2 separate regions of the Sus scrofa genome follow, and region 2 is linked to region 1. The links are chromatin contacts, called in public HiChIP or PLAC-seq maps. All regions are on one chromosome and are shown on one strand. The core of a region is the stretch at or near the end of the contact, and the rest is flanking DNA. Distances in the headings are between cores, read along the strand shown. Region 1 overlaps CALD1 (caldesmon). Region 2 has its middle 43 kb from the start of BPGM.

What was found. HiChIP or PLAC-seq counts read pairs in DNA pulled down with a chosen protein or histone mark.
Region 2: a contact with region 1 is called in an H3K27ac HiChIP or PLAC-seq map of skeletal muscle. The contact joins two enhancer-like sites. A contact is called at or near these places in 4 of 47 Hi-C or Micro-C datasets (liver, mesenchymal stem cells, omental adipose tissue and 1 more) and 1 of 2 datasets of contacts at active chromatin or transcription factors (skeletal muscle).

What each region holds. Positions count from the first base shown.
Region 1 is chr18:14,305,705-14,310,745 of Sscrofa11.1, reverse strand. It overlaps CALD1 (caldesmon), which reads left to right. Exons shown (of 15, transcript XM_021079167.1): 4 at 4,315-4,461. Among named protein-coding and RNA genes, the nearest start is that of AGBL3, 43 kb to the right of the region's middle. Within about 2 kb of position 2,530, at least 10 of the 83 cell types and tissues checked have an H3K27ac peak or open chromatin away from gene starts, as enhancers often do. A contact at or near this core is called in skeletal muscle, where this site is marked.
Region 2 is chr18:14,548,208-14,553,248 of Sscrofa11.1, reverse strand. No RefSeq gene overlaps it. Among named protein-coding and RNA genes, the nearest start is that of BPGM, 43 kb to the left of the region's middle. Within about 2 kb of position 2,493, at least 8 of the 83 cell types and tissues checked have an H3K27ac peak or open chromatin away from gene starts, as enhancers often do. A contact at or near this core is called in skeletal muscle, where this site is marked.

The DNA.
Region 1 (5,041 bases), core at 1,281-3,780:
TAGGTATGATGGTTACTAGTCAGCAGCATTTCAAATATGTTTAAATCTGGTGTGTGGAAAATTAGAAATGTTAACTTTCTGTCTTTAACTGAAGCATAAAGCAGAGTTGTTGTACAATCATAGGGACCTATTAAGGATGCTGTGTTCTCATCTGTCTTTTTGGATAAAGTCTGCTTATGGCGAAATTAGTATTCACATGCATTGCTGATATTATGTCCCTTTCTGGAAGGCAGTTTGTCAAGGTGTATCAAAAGCCTTTCAATGAGTATACTTTGAAACTCAGAAATTCTAACTTTTGAGAGCTTTTCCTAGATAAGTAATTATATATTGATAATGGTGTCCTTTGCAGCATTGTTTGTAAGAACATCAAGTTGGAAACATCTTAACTGTCCACCAGAAAACTGGCTAAATAGATTATGGTACATTCAAATAGTTACTGTGTTCGTAGAATACTCTGTGTTGCTGTTGAAATTATATGTTACTAATGTATTAAGATAGTCATAAATAAGGTAAATTAAAGAAACTGCTTCTAAAATAATATATATAACGTGATCCCACTTTGTTAAAACTTAAAATATCAAAAGTTGTGGCTCAGTGGTAACAAGCCCTACTGGTATGCATGAGGATGCGGATTCAATCCCTGGCCTTGCTCGGTGGGTTAGAGGATCCCATGTTGTGTGGCTGTGGCTGTGGTGTAGGCCAGCAGCTATAGCTCAGATTCAACCCCTAACCTGGGAACTTCCATATGCTGCAGGTGCAGCTGTGGAAAAAAAAAGAAAAAAGCAAAAACAGAGTTAAATTATCTGTGCATGCATAGGAAAAGTTCTGGCAGAATACATCAGATATTATTCATGTTCACATCTGAGTGGCGTGATTGGGGAGCTGATTGGTTTTTACTTTCTCTTTTGTACATCTTGTCTAGTTTATGAAAATAATAAGTGTATGTTACTTTTAGAAGCAGACAGAAATTAACAACTAAGATTTTTTCAATTTCTAAAGAAAAACAAGAAACCTCTGGTGGTAGTAGGAAGGCAAACTGCCACAGGAGAAGGCTGAAAGTTAGGCAACCACTGTTTGCTCTGCTCTCTGAAAGCTAATGTAGGGAGGCTCACATCTGAAGAATTTCCACACATATCAAGTCATTTGGCACAGACACAATTTCACTTATAAAGTCAACTGATAGGTTATTGAGCCAGCAACCGGACATGTTCCGATTCAAAATACCCTGAAACCATTTTGGCTCCTTCTTGTCTTTAACTTTGAAAACAATTTTAACATGTTTCTTTATTAGTAGCAGTAAACAGGTTCTCAAAAATCTAGCTCTGGCAACTGTGTATCCTAGGCAAGAGTCTCTCAATGGAAAGGGATTGTAAACTTTAAACTATACCAAGCGAGGAGAAGAGTTAGAAGAAGCAGTGGATGTGATCTCTGGTGAGAAATCGGTGATAAAGGAAGGTTGAGTGTGACCTGGCCTAGAGAGATGGCAAATCTAGGTCGTGTCAGAGCTAAAAGCCAACAGCATCTGCCACGAGGCACGTTGGGTAAGTGGGAGGAGGAAACCAATAACACCTCCATTTGTTCAAATACAGTGGGAAATTAGGAGCTTCAAAAGAGCGTCCATTTAGGAGAAGGGAGAATTTGGTTTTTGGCCTAGGGTGTCCCATGTGGAGCTTTTATCTCTTGCTTGTCTTGGAAGAAGAAGGGCCCCAAGTAATAGCCAACTCCTCATGGCCGATCCAGAGATGCAGAAGGGCAAATTAAGACTGCCTGTTTGATTAGCTTGGGAAGCAGTCATTAAGGATTCATTCTTCTTGCTGTGGTTAAAGCTGTCTACTGAGAAATAAGCCAAAGGAATATTAGGCCAAGAATCTAAAGACTGAAGCCAAACCACTGGGAAGGGCTTTTGACTGCAAGCTACAATGTGATTGAATTAGAAAGGAACATTCGAATCATGTCATGCTGTCACCTCAAGCTCAACAGGCCTAAAATTGAACTCATCTTTCCTCACAAAGCAGCTCCTCCACTGCACTTTCCTAAGAACGACAAAATATTACCGTGTGGAATGCCTGCCCACAGCATACCTGTGATTTCATCTGATTGCCACCCACTTTGAGACAAGACAGTTTAATTCAGGCCAAAGGCCTGCAAGCTGGTGCGAGAGCAGTTCTAGAAATCAGGTTTCCTGAGCACTAACCTAATCATCATTTAAGTATATCACACTGCCACCTTCTCTCCACATTTATGGAAATAAATCAGTCAGTTTTATAGAATTACTAAGTAACATTTTATTTATATTGGCATCCGAGTATTGCACACTAGCACATTTTAGCAAGTATGAAGTCAGAGTTTCTGAAGCAGCGAAGAACAAATAAACCAACCTTCAGAATTGTTCATCTTGGTTTTTGTAAGATATCTGGGTGAAAAAAATGTTCATAACGTTTGTATAATTGAAGTCAAAAGATGGAAACAGATGAAGTCATCTAACTTCCTGATTTTGTAACTTGATTCTTTTCTGACCTGGATCTAAAAATACCTAGTTTGGTGGCTCAGCAGTTTCAAGATCCAGCATTGTCACTGCTGTGCCTTAGGTTGCTGCTATGGTGCGAATTTGATTTCTGGCCCCAGAAAATAAATAGATAGATAGATAGATAGATAGATAAAAATACCTTATTTGTAAATCTAACATGAGCAAACTATCATCAGTCATATTAGGTTTTTTTTGTTGTCTACATTTTATGGTTCTTCTGTTTTGTTTTCTTTCATTTGTAAATTATTTTAGCTTTGTCATCATTGGTAAGCTTGAAGCATTTACGTATCTGGATTTCTCTTTGTAGATATGTAAGTAACACTGTAAGGAAAGCACATTTGAGTCCCCTGATGGCTCAGCAGATTAAGGATCTGGCTGCGGTGGGAGTTGATCCCTGGACCGGAAACTTGCTCATACCAAGGGCATGGACAAAAAAAAGCACATTAACTCACCAGTGTAAAAAGCCGTCTGCTGCACAACACAGCTCCAGTGCAACCTGTGGAACCATCAGACTGGCTCTTCCCTGGACCAGCCAGCACTACATACCTCCCCAGCACTCTGTATCTCAGCACACAGGCCTCTTCCAAAGCAGCAAGCCATTTTCTCCTTTTTTTTTTTTTTTTTTTTTTTTTTTTTTTTTTGTCTTTCTAGGGCCACACCCATGGCATATGGAGGTTCCCAAGCCAGGGGTCCAGTCGGAGCTGTAGCACCAGCCTATGCCAGAGCCACAGCAACGCGGGATCTGAGGCCCTCCTGCGACCTACACCACAGCTCACAGCAACGCTGGATCCTTAACCCACTAAGTGAAGCCAGGGATCGAACCCGCAACCTCATGGTTCCTAGTTGGATTCGTTAACCACTGAGCCACAACAAGAACTCCCACATCCTCTTGAGTCTGAGCATCTGGAGTTCCCCAGCTCCGATTCTTTACTTGGTAATAAGTGTAAGGGACACTTATCTAACTAGTGATATTGATTGTATAATTTCCCTAAATAGGTCTTTACTTCAGATAAATTACAAAAGCTAAAAACCATGTGTGCACGCAAAACCCTGTGGGCCCCTTCTACCTGCCTCAGCCCTTAGATTTTTACCTGAATGTACACCTGTGGATTCCATGATATGCCCAGCGTGTGGGGCATGGGACATTAAAGCCCATTTTAGAACAAAAGAAGGGCCTTAGAGGGCATTGCACCAACTGTGAAGCCTCCTGTATGTTGTCAATAACACCTTCAGTGAAAAAGAACTAAACGGAAAAAATGAAATCCAAGCAAAGAGGATATCCTGCTCTGGATTTTAATTAGTGATTTGGCTTCTTAATCCCAAAGCCCTGGTTTGGTAACCTGATTCTTTTCTGACCTTTGTGACAACATCTCCACAAATAATTCGTACAACATGCTGAATCTTTTTAAGCGGTGTTTGGATTACATTCAGTTCAACGCTTTGGGTTTCTGCTTCTAAATCTTACATGTTAACCATCAGCTTCGTAAAGAAATCCAAATATGCTAACCTGCAATCTCCAAAGGCAGTTGCTTTTATGTACATTTTTTTAGTTTAAGCGGTTATTTGATCATTGCAAATTATCCTCTGCAGCTCTTGGACTAATGCATTTCAGATACTTAAAAGTTTGAAAGCTAGTCAGATCAGGTCTCTAAACTTAAAGAATAGAACTGTCCTTTTAGAATTCTGCGGTTCCGTAAGTGGTCAAGTTCAGGGTTGATCTTGCCACAAAGCTGATGAAGAGAGTGGGCAGTTGGCAGGCTCAAGAGATGGTCTTTGTGATGTTGCAGGATCGCCTACCAGAGGAACGACGATGATGAGGAAGAGGCCGCCCGGGAACGGCGCCGCCGCGCCCGGCAGGAAAGGCTGCGGCAGAAGCAAGAGGAAGAATCCTTGGGGCAGGTGACCGACCAGGTGGAGGTCAATACCCAGAACAGGTACTGTCCTCTTTGAAAGGGAGAAGGTCTCCGTTGCTTCTTAGCCTGTCTGAAGAAAGGGCTATGTTGAGCCAACGCGTTTCCTTCTTGACTCAACTCAACTCTTTTTCAGTCTTTCTAGCTTAATTCCTGTGTGGCCATTTGAAGCAACTAACCAGACTGGACAGTCAATCTGATTTAGATATTAAGACACTGATACGCCTTTCTCTCCCCACCTCCACACCATCCCATCCGCTAAACATACCCCATCTGAAGGATTTTATTTTCTTTCGTAATCTGGTAAATGTTTTATTTCCTGAAATGATGGTTATATCCTATTGACATTCATTATCCAGGATATTGTTATCTGTTTTGAACTGAAGATGTATTAGTTTAATAGTCTCTTGTGCCTACCAGTAGTAGATAATACTTGAAATTTAAAAGTAGGCATTCATGGCAGATGTCTTATTTTTCCTGATGTAGAGCCTAAATCAGTCATCTCTGATCACTACAGTATTCCGCAAGGGGCAAAATTCTGTTTAATTTAATGAAATTATTCCAACAAGCTTATGAGTTTACTACTACATTTTTTCCTATATAA
Region 2 (5,041 bases), core at 1,244-3,743, 240 kb before region 1:
CCCTAGCTCTGTCCTCTGAAAGCTCCTAGAAGCCATAAGCTGATAATAATGAACACGCCCTAAGTTCCCTTGATCTTGTTTTCTAAATACTATTCCACAGATCAGGGATATTTTGGGGAAATCATGATTCCGCTTGAGTACACATAATGTGTAAAGTGAGCTTAGAACATCTTTTTTTTTTTTTTTTTTTTTTTTTTTTTGTCTTTTTAGCTATTTCTTGAGCCGCTCCCGCGGCATATGGACGTTCCCAGGCTAGGGGTCGAATCGGAGCTGCAGCCACCGGCCTACGCCAGAGCCACAGCAACGCAGCATCCGAGCTGCGTCTGCAACCTACACCACAGCTCACGGCAACGCCGGATCCTTAACCCACTGAGCAAGGCCAGGGATCGAACCCGCAACCTCATGGTTCCTAGTCGGATTCGTTAACCACTGCACCACGACGGGAACTCCAAGCTTAGAACATCTTGAGTCAGAAAAGAAAATGCCCAAAGACTGATGGGACACAAAATTGGCTTCAAGTGACAAATTTGGGACAGTTTGAGATTGAAGAATAATGATAATGGATTACAGAACATTTGTCTTAGTCTGTTCAAAAACACCACAGATTGGGTGGCTAAAACCACAAACATTTCTCACAGTTCTGGGGACTGGGAAGTTCAAGATCAAGGTGCTGGCAGATTTAGTGTCTGTTGAGAACCCTCTTCTTGGTTTTCAGACAGATGCCTTTTTGCTGTGTCCTCACAAGGTGGAGAGGGAGGGGGCTCTGGTCTCTTCTAAGAGCTCCAGTGTCGCCTTGGGGGATCCACACTTGTGACCTCATTTAAACCTAATTACCTCCCAAAGGCCTCACCTCCAAATACCATTGCACTGGGGAAAGGGTTTTAACATTTGAAACTTAATTGGATATTAAAGTTATAAAGGACAAGGTGGTTGGAAATTTTAAGGGTGAGGTGTCATTATGTCTGCAACTCACATTCAAACGATTCAGGCAACACAGTGTCCCTCTGTATTTAAAGAGAGACAGAAAGCAAATTTAGTAAATGTTATAATTGATGAAGTGAGGAAGGAGTTTATAATGTTGCACTATTCTTCCAGCTTTTCTGTAGCTTTGACATTTTTCAAAATAAAACCAGAAAAAAAGTGACAGGAGGAAAAAAAATTGAAAAGAAGCAACTAAAGCAAACTTGAATTAAGTCAGTCACTAAAACATGTTTTGCTAGATGCAGCGCCTGGATAAAGGTGCCCGGTTTCTGCACTTTTTATTCTTTTGGAAATTTCTGTCTTTGTTGGGTAAAGGAAAAACTTCTTAAGTCTGTATTATATTGTAAAGAAACAAGTTGTACATTTGTTGTATTTCCGCTAGGTCTGGTGCTACAGTTATGCATCAGAACAACAAGTAGCTTCTCTGCTAATACAAGTCACAGGCAGGGTTATGGTTGCCATCACCTTGTAGCTGAACAAACGTCATGGGATTTCTTTCTCCTTATGCAAAACCTTCTAGTTTAATCCCTTAACGCTTTAGGGTAGCATCCTACCCTTCTTAAAGCCACTGTTTGGCTCCTAATCTCTACTTAATCTCTGGGCCTCTGTTTCCTTGGATTTTCTCTTTGTAGCAACCACCTCCCAAGTGGCCTTTGCATCACTCAGCTCAGTGTCATAGCCCAGCTTGAATCTGTGTGACCTCCAAGGAGCTGTGGTCTCTACTCTTCCTCTCTGCTTCCTTCTCCTAAGACTGATGAGAGGCAATAGCTTGTAATGAATGTTTCACATTGCCCCAGACAGAAGTCACATGGGGTCTGTTGGTACCAAGGGTGTGCCTTTTATTTACATTAGGGCTGGCCACTTAAGACTTAAATCTTTTCCTACTTTAAAAATAAGATTCATTAAAAAGACCCTGTTAAAAAAAAAAAAAAAGGTGCTGTTTTCACAAAGGAAGCTCTACCTTTTCAAGACAGCTTCATTTAATTTTCTGCAAAACCAAGTCCTTAAAAACTTCAGTATAGACCAGAATGTGACATAAGCTTGTCTCCAAAGGGCTAGCACCCAGTTTCCAGTGTGTGGAAAAGAGACGCCCTCTGACAGCAGCTGCAGCAACTACAGGCCAAGGTGTTGGAGGGTCACTTTCTCACCATGAAGCAACTCCAGCCAAAGGGGCTATTTTGCTGCAGAGTTTACTCAAGAGTTTTTCATGAATTCATTCTAGCCACACAGTGAAAAGGGCATACCTGCCCACCACGCTACCCTGCATCCACTTGAGAGGAAGCAGGAAACGCCATTTGATGTAATGTTGTTTGTTTGTTTGTCTTCTTAGGGCCACACCCAGGGCACATAGAGGTTCCCAGGCTAGGAGTCAAATCAGAGCTGTAGCTGCTGGCCTACGTCATAGCCACAGCAATTGCTAGTTCAGAGCCTCATCTGCAACCTACACTGCAGCTCATGGCAACACCAGATCCTTTACCCACTGAGTGAGGCCAGGGATCAAACCTGTGTCCTCATGGATACGTGTCAGATTCATTTCCACTGAGCTACCACGGGAACTCCTGATATAATGTTGACCCAGGTGGGGAATGAGATACAGCTAGATTTTTCCATCAGTCACATTATTTGCATAAAATCTATCCTTTTAGTGAGAAGAATCTTTGGAACAGTTAAACCTGGACTTTGGAGCAGAGAGGGTCAAGGCCATCACGTAGTTATACACCCACGATTGGGGTCTTTTAATCCATTCTCACACTTATTCTACAGAATATTCACTAGAGTTCTCCAGACAGCCACTAGCCATTGGTATAGTGAAATATTCATATTTTTGTCTCTGAAGCACTCAGGGATTCTGAATTGGATTTGTAGCTGGAAGTCCAAGTAGTCTCCCGATAATCTTGGTATTTTAAATCTTTATGTAATCTTTATTTCTGCATCTAGACACTGGGGGTCAGTATTTATTCATAAATGCCTCTGGATTTGACTATAACTCTTGCTCTGGCTATTTACAAAAGGTCATGTCTAAAGAGTCCTGGAACTGATTGTGGGATTTCTTTCTCTGATTATGTAACTACAGAGCTCAGCCTGTGTAAGCATAAAATATAAACATCATGGATCCCCATGGGACTGTAACCTGGGAAAGAGGCAGATAGTTTTCAATCTGAAATATAAATGAATACCAAGTCCTTGTTGCTTTCTGGAGACTTGTCTGGCAACACTGGTCCTATAGATATGCTCAGATATTTGGGCAGCACTTGGCATCACCCTTGACTTTCCTTCTTCTGAGTACTTATTGAGTCCTATTGATTCTCTCTCCTCATACTTTGCAAATTCATCTCCTCTCCATCTCACTGCTCAGGCCTTGAGTCACATCCACAGCTTTTCTCTCTTTAAACACTTGAACAGTCTTCTAGCTGATCTCTCTGCCTCCACTTTAACTGTCCGCCAATCTTCTGAAAGATTTGCTAGGGTGACTTTCCCAAAGGTCTACCACACAGAACTTCACGCAGACTTTGCGAGGCACCAGCAATTTTTTCAGCTTCTGCCTTTGCATTTGTCTCCTCTCCATCACCTGCCCCCCTTTGCTCTCTTTTTATTTCCTGCCTAACATCTGCTTATCCCTCAGGATTCTTAGGCTCCCACAGAGCCCTCTGATTTACCTGTGCTGGATCTCACCTGTTCCTTCAGGCAGAAGAATTGAGTGAATTCAAGTTCTCTGGCTCATGAAGATGGATGCCAGACAAGGTCATGCAAACTTACTTTCCAGAATCCCCCCAGTTTATCCCTCTTGAGTATCGCACTGTCCATTTTTCTGTAGATTTACTCTTTAAAATATTTCTTGTCTAGCAGATGTTTGATCTTTATACTGAGCTTTGTGGCTATCTTCCCACTGTGCCCATCCCTGGAAGCAGACATGGAAACTTGCTGCTGATGGACAGGAAGGCAGGTGAGGCTGAGTAGCCCTTTAGCTCAGCATGTCTCTGTAGGCAGCTGCTAGAATGCTGTGGAAACAGGTTATTTAATGAATCATGTTCTCGCTTTTTATTCAAACTATGGAGTTAAATGTTGTAATATATTTTGAAAATAAGTGAACTCCTTAATCCTATAATCTTGATAACTATTTCATCAATTCTTTCTATAAGTATTTTCACATAGATATTCTTAATTTACATTTGATTTTGTATTTTATTCATAAGCATTTCTTCATGCTTCATAGGCTTCAAAAATATTATTATATGGATAAATACTGTTTCATGATTTAGATAGAATTTAAACATCCCAAAGGGAAATGTTTAGATGTTTCCAATGTTCTGCTTTGATAAACAATTTTGTTCATATAACTGCTCTCCAGGCCCATCTTGAATGTCTGTGAGGCCCAATACAAGAGCACAGTAAAGAGCCACACACTATTTGTCCAAATATTTTAAAATATCAGTCAAGCTAACAAACATTGTATGTACTTGACAAATATAACTTCATAACAAAAAATATTTTAAAATATGGGAGTTCCCACTGTGGCACAGTGGGTTAATGATCTGGCTTGTCTCTTTAGAGATGCCAGTTTGATCCCTGGCCTGGCACAGTGGGTTAAGGATCCAGCAATGCTGCAGTTCCAGCTCAGATTCAATCCCTGGCCTGGGAACTTGCATATGTCATGCGGGCAGCTGAAAAAAAAATTAAATTAAAAAATAGAAAATGGATTGCTTAAAAAAATTTTTTTAAATATGTAAAGCCATTTTACATGAACGAAAATCACCATACATCAAGAATGGTTATGGAGTTCTTTGAAAACATTTCACATATACTAAACTTTGAATGAAGGATGTCTGTGTGTGTGTGTGCGCTGAGGCAGTAAATGGTGTTTAAGAAACATAACAATGTCAGCTTGAAAATAGTTATGAGTTGTGACGCATCATGATACGCTTTTGGAGAAGGAGGCAGAAGCCAGTGGGATGGTGTGATGTATGGAAACTATGGACTGTCTTCTAAGCGGAAGAGTGGTCCAGGGGCCCAAGCTCTCATTGCCACTGAAGAGTTTCGGCTATATGAACAGTCTCCCCAA